Linked DNA regions of Mus musculus: all the other regions are linked to region 5. Evidence: chromatin contacts called from public HiChIP or PLAC-seq and promoter capture Hi-C data. All regions are on one chromosome and are shown on one strand. The core of a region is the stretch at or near the end of the contact, and the rest is flanking DNA. Distances in the headings are between cores, read along the strand shown.

What was found. Promoter capture Hi-C pulls out the DNA fragments that hold promoters and counts their contacts. HiChIP or PLAC-seq counts read pairs in DNA pulled down with a chosen protein or histone mark.
Region 1: a contact with region 5 is called in a promoter capture Hi-C map of the 3T3-L1 cell line, with 2.4 times the contacts expected there. The contact joins the promoter of Nr1i2 here to the promoter of Ndufb4 in region 5. A contact is called at or near these places in 5 of 39 promoter capture datasets (the 3T3-L1 cell line, liver and pre-B cells).
Region 2: a contact with region 5 is called in a promoter capture Hi-C map of pre-B cells, with 4 times the contacts expected there. The contact joins the promoter of Maats1 here to the promoter of Ndufb4 in region 5. A contact is called at or near these places in 9 of 39 promoter capture datasets (the 3T3-L1 cell line, 3T3-L1-derived adipocytes, the C10 cell line and 5 more), 2 of 484 Hi-C or Micro-C datasets (CD4 T cells and CD8 T cells) and 1 of 9 other capture datasets (liver).
Region 3: a contact with region 5 is called in an H3K27ac HiChIP or PLAC-seq map of neural progenitor cells, with 7 times the contacts expected there. The contact joins the enhancer-like site here to the promoter of Ndufb4 in region 5. A contact is called at or near these places in 15 of 39 promoter capture datasets (the 3T3-L1 cell line, 3T3-L1-derived adipocytes, the HPC-7 cell line and 9 more), 4 of 484 Hi-C or Micro-C datasets (CD4 T cells, CD8 T cells, embryonic fibroblasts and 1 more) and 15 of 115 datasets of contacts at active chromatin or transcription factors (acute myeloid leukemia, double positive thymocytes, embryonic forebrain and 8 more).
Region 4: a contact with region 5 is called in a promoter capture Hi-C map of liver, with 2.2 times the contacts expected there. The contact joins the enhancer-like site here to the promoter of Ndufb4 in region 5. A contact is called at or near these places in 5 of 39 promoter capture datasets (3T3-L1-derived adipocytes, the SN4741 cell line, liver and 1 more), 3 of 115 datasets of contacts at active chromatin or transcription factors (embryonic stem cells, large pre-B cells and pro-B cells) and 2 of 9 other capture datasets (adipose tissue and liver).

Annotation. Positions count from the first base shown.
Region 1 is chr16:38,293,437-38,296,630 of GRCm38.p6, forward strand. Nr1i2 (nuclear receptor subfamily 1, group I, member 2) reads right to left here and starts at 1,388. Exons shown (of 9, transcript NM_010936.3): 1 at 1,082-1,388.
Region 2 is chr16:38,340,040-38,343,645 of GRCm38.p6, forward strand. Maats1 (MYCBP-associated, testis expressed 1) reads right to left here and starts at 1,821. Exons shown (of 17, transcript NM_001081025.1): 1 at 1,618-1,821. The coding sequence starts at 1,738.
Region 3 is chr16:37,108,207-37,111,475 of GRCm38.p6, forward strand. It overlaps Stxbp5l (syntaxin binding protein 5-like), which reads right to left. Exons shown (of 28, transcript NM_172440.3): 28 at 1-3,269. Among named protein-coding and RNA genes, the nearest start is that of Polq, 98 kb to the left of the region's middle. Within about 2 kb of position 1,270, at least 10 of the 459 cell types and tissues checked have an H3K27ac peak or open chromatin away from gene starts, as enhancers often do. A contact at or near this core is called in neural progenitor cells, where this site is marked.
Region 4 is chr16:38,182,848-38,186,251 of GRCm38.p6, forward strand. Gsk3b (glycogen synthase kinase 3 beta) reads left to right here. Exons shown (of 11, transcript NM_019827.7): 4 at 1,588-1,698. Among named protein-coding and RNA genes, the nearest start is that of Gm25617, 27 kb to the left of the region's middle. Within about 2 kb of position 1,699, at least 27 of the 459 cell types and tissues checked have an H3K27ac peak or open chromatin away from gene starts, as enhancers often do. A contact at or near this core is called in liver, where this site is marked.
Region 5 is chr16:37,652,273-37,655,850 of GRCm38.p6, forward strand. It overlaps Ndufb4 (NADH:ubiquinone oxidoreductase subunit B4), which reads right to left and starts at 2,096. Exons shown (of 3, transcript NM_026610.1): 1 at 1,908-2,096. The coding sequence starts at 2,087.

The sequences.
Region 1 (3,194 bases), core at 138-2,637, 640 kb after region 5:
TAGACGAGTCGGCGACATCTTCTATGTAGAACCATTTGCTTCCGCTGTTATGGGGCAAAACCAGCCTCACGACTTTGTGTTTTAGTACGACTTTATTGATTAAAAAAAAAAATAGCTGATGGGCCAGATTTGGCCCATGAGCTATAACTTGGTGATCCCAGTTTAGATTACATTTATTATATAAATAAAGCATTTTTAAGCAAGTATTTTTGTGTATTCAAAAAAGTCTATTAATGAACAGGGTAAGCCAGGCTTCAGAGGCCTTACTTGGAATACTTTAGACTCTGGCCAAGTCATTAGAGACCAAGGATTCCTCTCAGTGTAGATAATTCAGCCACTTTTCATCTGTGTGGTGGTCCTTTGCCTTCCCGGCAGCAATGAAAAACAGTCATGCACGTGCAAGGGACAATGCCACACCTGAAGCACAGAGGGAAGGTTTGGTGGCCTTGAAGGCATCTCCTAAGGTAGCTCCTGGATGTGGAGGAGCCTTAAAGCCATGTCTCTAGCCTGCGCCTCGGGCTGTTGTATGGAGCAGAGATGGGACCTAGGGTACTGAACATAACGGGAATGACTCTGACAAACAGAGTCTAAAGCCGACCACTGTACACGGATATAGTGTGTACTGAGACACCGCTAATGAGAATGTGAGGCCTCGTGACCATCCTGCCGCTGTCTATGTCCCCGGGGGCTGCCAGCACTAACCTGACAAGCTCTGGGAGCCAGTGCTAATAGTTCCTGATTCTCATGGTCTTCAGCAGCGGTGTTTCCTAGGTCAGGGACTCCAACCCTGTCACAGAAGGGGCTCGGCTGCCTATCTAATGCCCGATGTCACATACACAAGGCTTCTGTTGTGATGCTTCCTGGCAACACAAGTGTAGGCCAGGTAGCAGAGCACCTTGGCTCCACAACTGTCTTCATGCTTTGTTTGACCCAGGAAGGAGAAGAGGAGAGAAAAAGGTGTCATTGTCCTCCATACTCCTTCACATTGCTGACCTCCGACCTCATTTGTATCCCCCTCAGCCTTCTGTTCAGAGGCAGAGGGCATCTGACTCTTAGAAAGAGAAAGAAGGAAAGATCATACCTGTCTGGGGGCCACTGCTTTTGTTGGATTTCCCCCTTGGGGTCCACCTTGAAGAATCAGGAACGATGGTTCTGCCCAGAGCTCAGCACACCTGCCGTGGCTACCTGGCTGCACATGGAGATCTCAGCTTAAGTCCTCAGTGTTTCCTATGAGCCAAGGTCAGGCCCCTAGGGAGAGGCTGACCATCCAAGTAGACAAAAGAGCAGTATCTATCCCCGATTCTCACCCTCAGCTAACCTTAGGCTATGTTGTCCACAGGCATAGGAACCATACTTGTTCTTGCCCACAGTACACCCCAGGTCCAATGTAGTAAGGGGCCCCAGTTGGCACTCCCAAGTCCCAAGTCCAGCACCCGAGCTAGCAATGACCAGATTACCGTATTTACTCTTGTTATATCCCCTTCCTATTTTTTTCATAGTTGTCTTCACTGTAAAACATGTAAGGGAGGGGAAGTGTGTTTTAAGTGTTTGCTCTAAGTAATTCTGGGCCAATGTTTGCCTCTCTGAGGGTGATTTTGCCTCTAGAGGTAAAGTGCCTTTGAATCTATAGCTCCTAACACTTTTTTTCCCTAAGTTAATTTCCTGGACAGAAGCAGTTTACGTGAAAGTAAGGAAAAGGCCACACACATGACACTGGCTTGTTGATATGAGAGAGAGGGAGGAAATAGCTTCGAGACAGGTATGACCTTGCAGTTCCAACCACAGGACAGAAAGCTGGCTGGGACTACCAGGAACTGTCTGAGAGTTTTCTCTTCTCTCGGACCCTTCTAGAAGCTTCCTGTCTAGTGGGCTCTGGGGTAGCAGGACATCATCGGGGTGTCCTTGGCCCTGGGGGCTTGCATATCTGGGAAGCCTGACAAGGGACACTTATTTCCACGAGTGGAAGCAGGTCTTTTTTTTTTCTGTACTGAGATGAATGGGCAGGATTCCAGAATGGGCAGGGCACCTCACCAGAAGTCCTGGGGTCACGGGTAAATTATTACAGCTTTTATCATCTCTCGGGGCTCTTCTGGCATACAAAGGTCTCTATTCACCTCTCCTATAAAAATGGCAAGTTATTTACAGCAGAAACAGGGAATCCAGGACAAATGAGGAACTTCCCAAAGGAGAGAAATGCTCTTCGGTTCCTGAGGGATTGTCTGGTCTCTCTTCCTCTGCAGATGCTGTCCTGAGCTCTAGGTGGCATAAGAAGACTGCAGGGCTGCCAGGCATCAACATTTATCTGGGTAGGGCTTTATTTGGAAGCCAGTTTAAACACCCAGTTTGTGGTAGTTACTAAGAACCCCAGACTGGAGGCCCAGAGAGGACCTGAGTCACTCCCACGCATGGCTGGAAAGGAGGAGAAACTGGAGTCCTGACCTCTGCTCAAACTTTCTTCCCCTGCAACCAGCACTAGGAGCTCCTGAACCATCCACCAGAGGCAAGCCTAGGCAGTCAGCGTCCTTGGTCAATTTTATAAAAACATAAACAAAACCATAAATTAAAAAAAAAAAAGAAAAGAAAAAGGAAAACTCAGATAGCCAACTAAATTCATGACACACTAATGGTGCAAGTTCAGGTGAAGCCAAAGGAAGGGAGCAGGGTGGTCCAAGGACCTCCAGGGCACAGAGGTGCCATGGGGTAGACTCAGAGGGGTGATCTCCTCTTTGGTTTTTATTTTTGTTCTGTTGTGGTGGTTGTTTGGGGGGGACATATGCCCTACTTTTCTTTCTGTTCCTGTGATAAATACCATGATCAAAAGCAACTTAGGGGCCGGGTGTGGTGGCACACGCCTTTAATCCTAGCACTCGGGAGGCAGAGGCAGGCGGATTTCTGAGTTCGAGGCCAGCCTGGTCTACAAATGAGTTCCAGGACAGCCAGAGCTACACAGAGAAACCCTGTCCCGAAAAACCAAAAAAAAAAAAAAAAAAAAAAAAAAAAAGCAACTTAGGGGAGGGAAGGTTTATTTAACTTGCTCTTCCAGGACACCATCCATCATTGAGGGAAATCAAATCAGAACTCCAGCAAGGCAAGAACTTGAGGCAGAATCCGTGGAGGAATGCTGCTTACTGGCTTCATCCTCTGGTTTGCTCCTCCTGGGTTACTTGTTTCCCCTGGCTGGCTCCCTCTGGCTT
Region 2 (3,606 bases), core at 571-3,070, 690 kb after region 5:
ATGCTTCCCGCCATGACAATGATGGACTAAACCTCTGAACTGTAAGCCAGCCTCAGTGAAATGTTTTCCTTTTAAGAGTTGTCCTGGTCATGGTGTCTGTTCACAGCAATAAGATCCTAAGATGGAAGTGTTGTACTGGCTAGTTTTGTGTGTCAATTTGAGTTTAGAGTCATCAGAGAGGAAAGGGCGTCAGTTCAGAAAATGCCTCCATGAGATCCAGACGTAAGGCCTTTTCTCAATTAGTGATCAGTAGGGGAGGGCCCATCCCATGGTAGGTGGTGCCATTTCTGGGCTGGTGGTCCTGTGTTCTATAAGAAAGGAGGCTGAGCAAGCCATGGAGGGCAAGCCATGAAGAGCAAGCCACAGAGAGCAAGCAACAATATCCAAGGCCTCTGCATCAGCTCCTGCCTCCAGTTTCCTGCTCTGCTTGAGTTCCTGTCCTGGCTTCCTTTGGTGATGAACAGCAATGTAGAAGTGTAAGCTAAATAAACCCTTTCCCTCCCAACTTGCTTTTTGATCATGATGTTTTGTCCCAGCAATAGAAAAGCTAACTAAGAGAGCATGCAGTCGGTAATTACACAGCCCAATCCAAGAAAACAGGTTTTCAGAAGAGATTCTGGAGATCCAAAGGAAATACCATAAGGCTGAAAATTATGCAGGGCTCAGGTGACAGCCTGTTTCTACAGAGGGAAAAAATCAGAAAAAGAAAGCATCGTGCTTAAATGGTTGCACTTGTTGTGGTATAAATCCAGTAGTCTAGTTAACACTTTTATACATAATACTGTGTACAGTATTGTAATAGGCTCAAGAGGATGACAGACATGTGTGAACCAGAACTTAAGGTCTGGAGAGGAAGACCACAAATGGAAAATCAGGGCATAACATAAACCGGAATTTAATTGGTCCTAGGGGAATGGGTGCACTGAGTTTATCAACAATGTTTTGATTAACAGAAGGTTGGAGAAAGAGGGGAGGAGGAAGAGGAGGAAACCACTGAAAACAAACATGAAGCCAACTGGAACCTCTTTACCCAGAACCCCAAATTTGGATTTGTCAGAACCTGGGGCAGGAAAATCACTATCACTTTCACTGGACATGTGTGTTTGAATGCATTGCGTGCCTCTCCAGCTCTGCAAATCACTTCACACTTTCTTTCTTTCTTTCTTTCTTTTTTTTTTTTTTTTTTTTTTTTTTTGGTTTTTTTCAAGACAGGGTTTCTCTGTGTAGCCCTGGTTGTCCTGGAACTCACTTTGTAGACCAGGCTGGCCTCGCACTCAGAAATTCACCTGCCTCTGCCTCCCAAGTGCTGGGATTAAAGGCATGCACCACCCGGCTCACTTCACACTTTTATGAATGTGCACCTGAATGATTGAAACCAGACTAGGTTTCAGGAAGATTAAATTATCAGAGGGAAAAGGGGTGACCCCCGTCTGGCACTTGGAGAAGCTGCGCACACCTGTGGCTTCCGAAGTGCTGCAGAGCGCGTGGCCCACAGCGTACTTGGGACTTAGGGCTCCCACCTGTGCGGTCCAGAGCCAGAGGGTTTGTCCTGGAGCTTGTTTTTTAGCACACCCTACCAGGTTACATTAGCTCCCAGGAGGAGTGGGCAGTCCTTACCGTACAGGTAATCGTACGTTCGATTGGCGAATCCGCCCTTGGCCCTCCGCACCTCTCTGCATTGATACGGAATCCTCTGATCATTGGGCCTGGGTTCCTGGATGGTCACTGTCTGGCTCATGGTGCTGCCTTTTTCCCTCCCGCCAGCAGAAAAACAGCTATGGGAGGCTTGGTAGCTGTGTACACCGTAGCTATGGCAACCGCAGAAGCACGCAGGGATAAGGGGCGGGGCGAGTTTCAGGAGGCGGGGAGGCGGGGCGGAGAAGTGAAAGGGCAGGGGGAAAGGCTCTGGGGGCAGTTTGAAGAGGCAGAAAGGAGCGACAGAGTAGATTTTGGGATACAGGGTGAACAAACCTGGCAGAATGAAGAGGCAAGACGTGGGGCGACCTGAGGAGCTGGGTACTGGAAGGGAATAGTCAAGAGAAAGGGAAAATCTAGCATGGAAAGAAGCAGGGCCAGGAAGAAGAGGCTAAGGGATAGGGATTCTGCCCAATAGAGCTGACGTCAGATGCTGGGGAAAGGGCTACTTGAGAAAACCAAGAGCTATTTGCTAGTGACCGCCCTTGCCGCCAGTATCTTCTAGAAATCCATGGGAAATCTCTTCACCTGCTAGAATTGGGTACTTTCATTTCTTCTTTTCCTTTCCCTTTCCTTTTCCTTCTTTTCTTTCTTTCTTTCTTTCTTTCTTTCTTTCTTTCTTTCTTTCTTTCTTTCTTTCTTTCTTTCTCCTTCCTTCCTTTCTTCCTTTCTTTCTTTCTTTCCTTCTTTCTTTTTGGTTTTTCGAGACAGGGTTTCTCTGTGTAGCTCTGGCTATCCTGGAACTCACTTTGTAGACCAGGCTGTCCTCGAACTCAGAAATCCCGCCTGCCTCTGCCTCCCAAATGCTGGGATTAAAGGCGTGCACCACCAAGCCTGGCGGTACTTTCATTTCTGAAAGCCTCTTTCCACAAGGTGGAGAAATCCAAGTTCCTGTGTGTTGGGCCTTGGAGCAGTATAAAAGCGGACATTGGCTTCTGTAATAGGAACTCTATCTCCAGGCTGCTGCTCTTGGTATTATGGTGCATGCGTAGTCTCTGCTTTAAATAGATAAATAAATAAATAAATCCTGCAATGAAAACTAGAGAGGCAGAAATGGGTCAGCTTTTGCCCATGATCCATTCTTCTTTTAAAAAGAAATTTCATAGTATCATTTTACCTTAAAATTAGCCAACGCCTCGAACTAATATTGTTCATTTATTTATTCATTCATTATTTTTGTGGCATTGGGAATTGAATTTAGGGTCTCACATATGCTATAAGCACTCTACTACTGAGATACACACTAGTCCAAAATAATCTCGCTATTATCACTAACAAAGTTAATTCTAATCTTTTTTTTTAAGATTTATTTATTATTATATGTAAGTACACTGTAGCTGTCTTCAGACACCCCAGAAGAAGGCATCAGATCTCATTAGGGATGGTTGTGAGACACCATGTGGTTGCTGGGATTTGTACTCAGGACCTTCGGAAGAGCAATCAGTGCTCTTAACCGCTGAGCCATCTCTCCAGCCCAATTCTAATCATGTTGAGAGAACTCTACACAGGGGCTGATTCCCTTTGTCTTATAAGGGAGGGGCCACTGTCTGTCCTTGACTCTGAGTAGGAAAGAGTGATGGGTGATAGAGACAGTGATAGAGACAGTGTTGCCCTTTAAGCCAAAGGGAGTGAGACATTCTTAGTTCTTGTCCTTAAGAATTTTGTACTATTTGGTCTTTTTCACATTGCCCATGGGAAATGAGATTCTGGAAACTTGTATAATGCCCTGCTGCAAGTGATAAAATGTCCTTTATCTGTAGCCCAGGAGTTTGATAGTTTCAGCCATCACATATGAACTGGCTTGCAAATGTGGTAAAACTCAGACTTTCCAGGCATCCAGAAATCAGAGAACATTGTATGATATGTATTTTCCCAGAGGAAATGGAAAGCTTTTTTTTTTCCTTTTTTTAA
Region 3 (3,269 bases), core at 20-2,519, 540 kb before region 5:
ATTAATTGTCTTGATTGCTTTGTATCTTTCTGTCTATTCAGTGTTCAGAATTAGGAAATATTTATATACAACATATACACACCTTTTCAGCATGCATACACACACATATAATATATATTTATATGTGTATCTATGTATATAGCTATTTATATAGATACAATTATATAAATATGTATAGTATATATATATATGTATATATATATATATGGACAATCATGTTCACACTGATAACCAATTGTATTCGACATTACAAGAGTTTTCCTACCTTTTCTTCTTTAAGAAGTTTTATTATTTTAAATTGAGACATAATAACTATACTGACAGGGAATATTTGATAGTCCTGTACATCCTTAGCATAATCACCCCCTCAACTGTCACCTCTTTGTGGTGGAACACTTAAAAGTCCTCTTCTTTATCCATTTTGAGCATAAAAGTTACAGCCCCAGTTACCGTGCTATATGTAGAAGCACCAAAATTTAAAGCATTTTAGGTTTTTCTTTTAATTGTATACCCTTCTGCAGTCTCTGTGAGAAACTTGGCTCCCATGTCCTCAATGAATTTATTTAAATGCTCAATTCCTTGAATGTGGCCACCCTCCAGAACCAAAGGGGTTGCCTCTGCCCTGCTTCAAAGACGACCTCAAATTCCAAGGTCACTGACCAGGGAAGTCTCAGCTGCCCCTCCCCCCGCTCAGCTCTGTGGGTGCACCTCTTACTTCACCCCTGTGGTACCCACTTCTATGTGAGCTTGCCACTGCTAACCTGCCCCAGTGCTGGGCTTGCCCTTTAAATAGAGCAGATGGCAGGAGCGGCTTGAGGAAGGAAGTCCTGTTGAATGGGAGTGAGGGAGCAGGGGAGGCAGGAACGGAATGACAGAGGAAGGGAGACGAGGGGGGGGGGGAAGCAGAAGAAAATGGAGAACAGAGTTTTGTGGACTTATGTTGTCATCACAGAAAGACAAACTGATTCTGCTGAGACAGATCTGAAATAGAGACTAGCATTTATATTTTAAAAGGCCCTATACCTTTTTCTTTTACTCAAAAGTATTTTTTAGCCCAAGGCTAGTTGTCGTTCCTTTCAGCTATAGAAGAAAGCTTGTGGTGGAGGAAGAATTTTCCTAAGATAATTAGAACTTTGGAAGAAGAATACGATCAGTTGGCTAAGGCCACCATATAGGAAAATACCAGAAGGAGAATCAACCAGCTGGTGAGAGCAGAGCAAATCAGAGGATTCCATGACCACTAGATGGAAGCATAAACTCACAGCAGACTCATTCTTCCAGCTTGAGCTGTAAAAGCAGGAAGGCGGTCAAGGCCACCCTGAGGTGTAAGTCCTTGCACCACCACAGTGTCTTGTGGGCACTGTTATCAAGTTTGCCTTTATATTTATTCCACCGCAGGTCCCAGTTAATCAATAGCCTTACAGTTTGTCTTTAAATTTTCACTAAACTCTTACACATGTCTGCAATTTGATAGAAAATCTGAATAGGTATTTCTAACCCGAGTCAATCCATAAATTTAAACAGAATCTGTATACATCTAGGGAACTTAGATTTTGTTTTCTGCTTTTTGCTCAATTCAGTGTGTTCTCTTCATCCCCTCCATGTCTTTTAAAAACATCCATTCTTGGTAAAACTACAGTTAACACTTTGCAAATGAATGTTTTACCTCTATATATTTAATCTTGGCAAAAATCATTAGTATATGACATCATGACATAAGAGAGCATCTATGTACAAACATATACAATTTTATTGATATCTCTACAGACTACAAGAATTTTAGGTATAGTCACAATTGCTGAATGCAACAGAAAAATAGTAATTTGTCCTTTTCTGAAAAGATGCAAAAATTCTGAAGATGAGAGAAAGATTCATCAATGGTGTCACCTGTCTGTTATTTCCTAGAGTAAAACATCGCATAATTCAGTACTAAACGTGATAGGTTATTAGAGATTTTTGATACTGTGTACAACTATCCAAAACCACCACCTAGTTCATCTTCTGGCTTTGCTGTTGAGAACAGTGGGCCAAGATGAGAGGGGAAGTGGCGTGAGGGAGAGGACTCGGAGTGTTTTTGTGTCATTGCCTCCCACTGGCTGGACTCTTTCTTGCTGGAGTGTGAGCACTTTTTCAGGGCACTTGTTCTCAGATTATGATTTTTCCATTTATGCACATACCCCATAAGTCAAAGAACAAATTCAAGTGGCCCTGGGAGCTTTAGGAATAGCAATAAAACAAGGAAGAGTTGTTCTCCCTGTTTGCTAACCTCAGGTCCAGCAGGACACCCACAGCAGAGCAGGCGCCTCTCAACATGTCTGCTCCTGGAGAAGGGTGCCTAATAAACTTCAGAGGATTTAGTGAGTGTTTTGGGGAATTTCCAATGTCTAGATATTGAGATTAATTTTACCATTTAGCCTTTTATACTGCTGATTTTATGATATTTCTAGTGTCTTATCTAAAAGACAGTCAAAATTTACATCCTTGACTTAAATAACTGAAATCAAGTCACACAGTAATATTACAGAGTTACAAAGACTTAGTGGAGTTGACTGGTTAGAAATGTACACTCACTTTTGTTCTGTGAGAGTCACAGAATAAATGCCAATCAAGATAAGACTGTCTCTTTTACATTCTGTCTTCCCCGGTCCCTAGGAAGGGGCTAAGAATCAGCCAATGAAGGCAAGAGTCTTTCTTAGTCAGTTCATAAAGCAGTGGTTACCCAAGGTTGGCTGGACACTGGACCCATGTTTAGAGCTTTCAAGAATACTGAGTTCCTTTCCCAGTCTAAGACATTTTGAAATCATTGGAATTTTAAAAATCTCAAATGACTGTTATATACAGCCAAGGCTGACTATCACTCTTCCAGAAAAAAAATATTAATAAAGGCATTCTGTTTTGGTTGTATCAAAACCTCCTCACTTCCCTCAGACTCTCATATCCCTCCTCATACCCACAGGTTTCCCCCACGCTATACCCTCTGTCCTGTTTCTAGATGAGACCTTACTGATGTCTTCTATTCAGGAAGACAGATATACTATTCAGGCCAGTAGATAGAAATACTAGACTTTTTAGCACATGCTTCCTGGAATCTTGCATATGAGAGACAATGGTCAACCTGTTGGTTGATGATCATCTCTGATACCTGGGTTGTGTGGATACACAGTACTACCACCTAAGATGGAGCTGAGTAACTGTAGGTGAAGAAGCTGCAAAGCTGTTGTTTCTCCTAACACACTGAGAGCTGGACCGGATCTGACATGCTGGCTTTC
Region 4 (3,404 bases), core at 449-2,948, 530 kb after region 5:
AAGAGCAGATAGTGCTTTTAACCACTGAGCCATCTCTCCAGTCTCACCCAACACTGTGCTGTTCTGGAACTCACTCTGTAGACTAGACTGGCTGGCCTGGAACTCACAGAGATCCTCCTGCCTCTGCTTCATGAGCCCGAGCTCTGGGCTTGAGGCATGTACCTCACTGCTCCAACCCAAGATTCTTAGCAGGGACTTCAGATATTTAAACCAAGATAGAATCTGTCTCTCAACTCCAACTTAATTTATTGATGATGATTTTAATATGAGACCAGTCAACACAATTTTGTAGCCATGCTGCTTTGAGTTCAGGCTGTGCAGAAAGCTAATATATCCAGAGTTACAAAAAACACACACATATTTTTTTTTCCTTTGATACTTTCAGTTTTGCAAGCTATTTTGAAATCTACCCAGTCCCTGCCACAACTACTTGATTCTTGTCATTTTAGCCCCCAAACAGCAATAGGCAGTGTTTACTTGGTGGAGTATAGCTGTGTTTATAAAGATAATTAGCATCGTTTGTTTCCCCTGTGCTGATGAGAGTGGCAGACTTAGTATTCCAGTTGACTATGGAAGAAGAAAGACCATCAAAAAAGATATTTTTGGCTCTGTGGAATGCTCTGAACCCATATCTTAAATATAGGGTTTTCTCTCTGTTGTTTCAGTCTTCATTTAAAAGATAAGAAACATATACTTGTTTTTAGTCACAGAGTGGGAGAGTAGAGCAGAGAGTTCCACATGGGTAACTTTGTACCTTCACCTACCCCTCCCTCCTGTAGCATCTCTGATCCATAGGAGATGCACCCAAAACACTGACTCAGACTCCAGTTTGATAAGGTGGAATTGTGAACAGTTTCACCACTCAGTAACCAATAGTAATCCTTAACCTCATTGTTCTCCCTCAGTTTACCCAACTGGTGCTGTTCAGAGAACAGGGTGTGGCTAGTGATTTCTTCTCTTTCCTGTACCTCCTTTCCTTCTCTTGACCTTGAACTCTTGTCTTTATGATGCTACACTGGAGACTAATTGACAAGCTTTTGGGTATGACCTCATTGCCATAAGTTTGTTATATTAGTGATCTGTAGCCTTTCAGAAAAACAAAACATTTGTATGGAGGCTATAGTGTTTCAAAGAATGCTTAGTTCATCCTTTCTTATGAGCTGAAGAAACTGAAGCCGGGACATATCATCAGTCATACACATCACTTGGCAGCAGAGCCTGGGCTAGCAACCTGGTTTCTTGGCTTTTGACTCAATGCATCTTCAAGCAATTTTTCCACATAGGAGAAAAGACATTGATGTTTTTTTAACCTAAAAAATAATAAACATTATAATAAATGATAAGCTATCATAACACAGTATAAGCAACATGATGGGACTCTTAACTATACTGGGATTATAAAGTATGGTAGGTGCATTTGTTCAGCTCTATTCATGTTCAAAAGTAATTTTGTGTAATTAAAATTAACCATATGAAGCTTTTCTTTAAACATCTGAATAAGAGGTGTATAGAAAATTTGCTCTCACTTGAATACCTAAGATCAGTCTCTAATCTGTTTTTGTTCTTTTGTTCTTAAAAACCTTACAGAAAGATGAGGTCTACCTTAACCTGGTGCTGGACTATGTTCCGGAGACAGTGTACAGAGTCGCCAGACACTATAGTCGAGCCAAGCAGACACTCCCTGTGATCTATGTCAAGGTACGTGACGACGGAACGAACCCCTTCTAGTTTCCAGAACATTTTGTGTGAGCCATGGGTAAGGTTGGGATGTGTCAACCCCATTGACACTGGTTACTCCTTGTAAAAACAGCAAGCTTTAGATTGTGTTGAATTCTTACACAGTTTTATAGCATGGAGTCCTCTTAAGGCTTTCATTACTCTGCAGCGGAAAAAGGTACTTGCTGTGCAAGGCTGATAACCGGGTTCTGTTCCTGGAACCTACTCAGGTAGAAGAGAAGCAGCTGCCTGAAGTTGTCCTTAACCGTCCACGTGTGTGGCTCGTGCCCCTGCACACACATGCTCATGTGATAATTGAATTGAGATAAATCTTCTGATAAAATAGAGTAAAGTTCACTTAAGGATTTGAATTGTGTTAGCCCTTGTGTGTGTGCTGTGGGGAGGTGAAGCTCAGGTGAAGGCCGGAGGCAGACACTGTGCTTTTTTTTCACCTTTCCTTTGAACTGGTCTCTTCCTGACCCCTATATAAGCTTTTAGTTGGGGCTTGTCTCAGTCGCTCTTCCTACCCAGGGCTGGGCTGGCAGCCAAGTGTACCTACTCTCAACTTTGTTCATGGTGCTGGAGATTCAGGGTGGGGTTTTGGTGTTTGTACAGCAAATACTCTTACCAGTGAGACATCTCCCAACCCCATAGCTTTGTTTTCATTTTCGATGTCTTCATTGTGCCACATACCAAAACAAACCACTAAATAAATGTAGAGTTCATTTCATATTCATTTGTAATGCTTTATTACCATTTGTAGATATATTTGTTGCATTCATCGTAGAGATTTAAACTGTCAGTTTTAAACAGATTATATTATTTAGTTTTTGGTATCGAATATTAATTCCCTCTTTTTTTTAAATGTAACTACAGCAGTGTAGCTAGGGATTTATATAGTATAGTCCTAGTTACAGTTGTGGTAGATGATTGGAAGCATATATTTTTCTTTTTAGAGGTGAGATAGGGGAGGGATGGATAGGGTCTTACCCTGTAGTTCAGACCACCCTGGAACTTTTGATACTTGTAGCAGGTCTCCTGCTTCAGCTTCCTGAGTGCTGAGATTATAAGTGTGAATTACCAAATCTAGTTAGAAACATATATTTAATATCTGTGCTGTTAAACTAGGAGTTAGGTTTGTTTTTCTGTTTCTCAATGACAGCAGTCTAATTCCATATTTACCCCGCAGCTGACATGGAGCTGACTTGGAGAGGTCACAATGCTGCCACTTCCAACTCAAAGTCATTTACAGCAGGGGGAGGGAGCATACTGACAGGAATGTGGGCTTCCAAACTCTCTGGGGATCCTGAGTAAATCATCTTAGGGCCATGGAGAGAGGAAGATTATTATTCATGTGGGGTCCTGAATGGGTCCAGACTTTTCCCAGAACAAGATTTAGTCCCTCCTTTTGTCCTTTATGGGTTTTCTAGCAAGTTCTAGCGTCAGGTAGTAGAGCAGACAGCTGTGGAAAGTAATGATACAGAGCTGCCATTCTTTCTTAGAAGTTTATTTTTAATTGAGAAAAATGTTAAAAGGACAAGGTATAAGTGCATAGAGAGTTGAATTTAATTTAATTCCAAAATGCTGACATAAAGATGTTATGTATACATTTTTGTCATGGTTCATTTTGAAGGCTTTAACTTGTGTAGCTTGATTTAAATTAACATTAAACCTGTCTAGTCTTAGCA
Region 5 (3,578 bases), core at 846-3,345:
GGTTCACTTCTTTCAGATCCTTACTTAAATGTCATGCTCCAAGAATGGGATTGTGGCTCAGTGGTGAGCGCTTCCCTCCCATGTGAGACCATGGATTTGATCCCAAACACTACAAAACAAACAAACAAAAACAAGATGCCCAAAGCCCTGTTCCAAACAGGTGCTTCCTTCCCTGGTGCACGCAGGGTTGACCCCACCCTTATTTTCTGTACCACTCACCACCGGCTCAAACACCAAATGATTCAGATTTCTAACGCACTTAGTATTTGTCATCCCCATTCCAAACACAGGTAGCTCTACAAGGCCAGGGACTTCCAGCTGGCTTTGTACTCTCAACTCAGCATCTTCGTCTCATAATAGGTCCTGAGCAGTTATTTTTGACCTAATTAGTTACCCCTAAAGACTAGACAAAGGGTGCACAAGTTTTGGCTGGTAAACGATTAATGGGGCAGCTAAGGAGGCAGGTGTCTCTATTTCTATTAGAGATGCGAAATGGAAACTTCCCTGGGTTACAGAGATCAAAAAACAGACGACTGGGGGTTCAAACTTCACATCTGACTGAGGCCTTACTCTAGTTACTTTTAAAAAGTTAAACAAACAAACAGGCCCCGTGTTGTGGTTCATGCCTTTAATGTGAGCACTCACAAAGCGGAGGCAGGTTGATCTCTGTGAGTTCAAGGCCAGCCTGTTCTACATACTGATTTCCAGGACAGCCAGGGCTGCTGTATATTCAGACCCTGTCTGAAAAAAAAAAAAAAATAGTAACAATCCCATGCTATCTAGCTTATAGTATAGAACAGGTGTATCTCTTTCACCATGTAAACAAAGGTCTGCTTGAGGATACTCTATCTGTGCAGAAGGTAATATAAGTCACACAGACTAGGGTGTGTGACCTGTTTCTGGGTGTCACTGTCCATACAGTCTCATCTAGAAAGCCAAGAGACTAACACAGTAACCTCTGTGAATGACTGCGACATTTAATTTTTTTAAATGTCTTTCAGACCAGGCATGGGTTTCAAGTGGCAGTAACCCCAGTATGTGAGGCTGTGGCTGGAGGACCTGGCATTCTGAGCCACCTGGAGACTAGCATTGAACCTGACCACTTTGTGTAACTTTCCCTTGGTTGTTCTAACTTTCAAAAATGATAGAGAATATGTATGCAATTGTTGGAAAATCTTTATTTAAAAAAAAATCCCATTTGAGATATTTAGACAGCTTTTACAGAAGAAACTGTCTAAAAGCACACTTGCCAAAATATTTTTTTAGTGATGTATGTTACATACATAGTAATGCTACGTACTTTCTTGTTTGATTTCACAAATCTGACGGATGCACACCATTTTCCACGAGAACACAAAAAAGCTATGGTTTGAGAGGGATTACGTAAATTGCCCAGGGATCATAGTTGGTTATTATATGGGGCCATGAGGTCTGCTTCCAAAGCCGAATGCATCAAAGCCTCAGCTTCTATAACACACTTCATTTGAACAACCCCTATTCTCAAGAGAAAGAAAGAAGTGTCCTTGAGAGTTAGGAGCTGAATGGCACAAAACAGCTTTTTATGCAGTACACTTGGGAGAACCGGGCTTGAGCACGCCCTTTTCGAGGAAGATACTGTGCTAGATTAGTCAGTCATGTGTTAATCTGCCTCAAAAGATATGAAGGACCATATTATGGCCATGTTTCAGACAAGAAAGCCGAGACTATGCAGAGTGGAACAAGTTTCTCTAAACCAAGGGGGAAGCCGTCCGATCCCTTTGACCACTGAGCCGAAGGCCGAAGTTGAAGGGCCAAGGGCTGTGCGGCTCGGGGCCGGTGTCCAGCACACGGAGGGAGCTGGGCGGCCCCGCGTGTGCCCACGCGAGATGCGGCTGCCCCGGCCCACAGTCCCGCCCGGCCCCACTCACGATGTGCGACACGCGTTTGGGGTCGTTGTACTGAAGCAGATACTCCCGTTTAAGCCGGGCCCTTATGCTCAAGCGCTCGACCTGCGCCCTTCTGGTCTCCGGAGACACGTCATACTCGGCAGGGTCGAGGGTACTGGGGAGAGTGGCCAGGGGCGCAGGCTTATACTTGGAACCCGACATCTTGACTCCCGGCGCACATCTGCGCCTGCGCGGATATGAGGGCTGCCCTCTCGAGTCTGACCTTCAGGCTCAGGAAGTGCGCCTGCGCGCGCACAAGGCGCTCTGGCAGGAAGGGGCGGGAGAGGGGTGGGGTTCGAGGCTGGGTGGAGCCTTTGCCAATCCTCCTTCACGCCCTCGTCCCGCGTATTCTGCGCGTGCGCACTGCTTCTCGTTTTGCCTCCTCTTGTCTGGTGGTAAACTCCTTTTCTCTCTGTGCTACTACTTGTTTGCAGAACTGATTTCCTGAAGTTGAGTAGACTAGAGGAGACTGGGAAACTGGGTTGTCTGTGACTCCTGAAGTCCTACAGTCCAGGGTGGGTTCTTCCAACCTGGGTGACCTTGTCATTAGTCAAGGTCATTAGTGTCTCCCAAATTTCCTTTTTCTTACCCTGGAGAAATGACCTTGACTCTGCACTCCTAGCAAGGTTGTTGGAATTAAATGAGACATTGAAAACAATGAAATTGCTTTTCAAACATTTCCCTAGCTACGCCCCACCCCAAACAAAAAAGAGAATAAGCTTTCTAAAGGTTACCACTTTAGGACCAATCCACTGTTAACCCCAAAGATGGGAGGAGAAAGACCACCGACTCAGATCATCTCGTCCAGATTAATTAAAGTCAGGTTTTTATTCCTGTACACGAGCTGCCTCCCCCTGCCTCCTCCTAAGGCAAGGTTCATTGGATGTGAGGAAGGCTTTTATAGCTCAGAGGTAGAGGAGTTCTAAATGGGGGATTTGTGGCAAAATAGGAGTTACAGGAGCAGAATATAGGCATAATAAGTTAGTCTCCTGAAACAAAGACACAAAGGCAGTCATAACAGCAGGTAGTCATACAAGGTACCCATACAAACCTTTTGCAAGATAAACATTAACTTTTTGAAACAAAAATGTGAGTGCTATTCCTGGAACAGGCAGTACAGAACCATTTGTAGTTAAGGTTACAGGTGGGGCATAGCCCAATCTTTGATTAATTAACAGCTTTAATTCATCAAGTTAATTTGTTTAACTTAGTTTGTCTTTACTATCAGATGGCTTTTAAACCTAAGATGGAGGCAGACTGGTTCTTCACCACCTAAGTATAAGCTTATCTTTTGAAGACATAAAATACTGTTTAAAAGGAGAGTGGGGTTACAGAGCAAGTTTTACCTGGCTGTAGTAGATCAGAAAATAATAAAGAATGAAACTCCTGAGTAAATACCTTAGTGAAAATGCAAACAAAACAAAACAAAAACACCTCTCTTAAATCCTCAGCACTCCTCAGGTGCTGAAAGTAAAAGACATCCTTTCAGATAGGAAAGTAACAAGCAGAATAACAGTGCATTCCCGCAAACCCTTGGGAGGCTGAGGCAGGAGCTCTGAGCTCAAGGCCGGCCTGGGGTACACCACAAACCTCTGTTTCAAGAGAATAAGAACAGGAAAGATGATTTGGAGAGTAAATGAAGGTAACATGCAG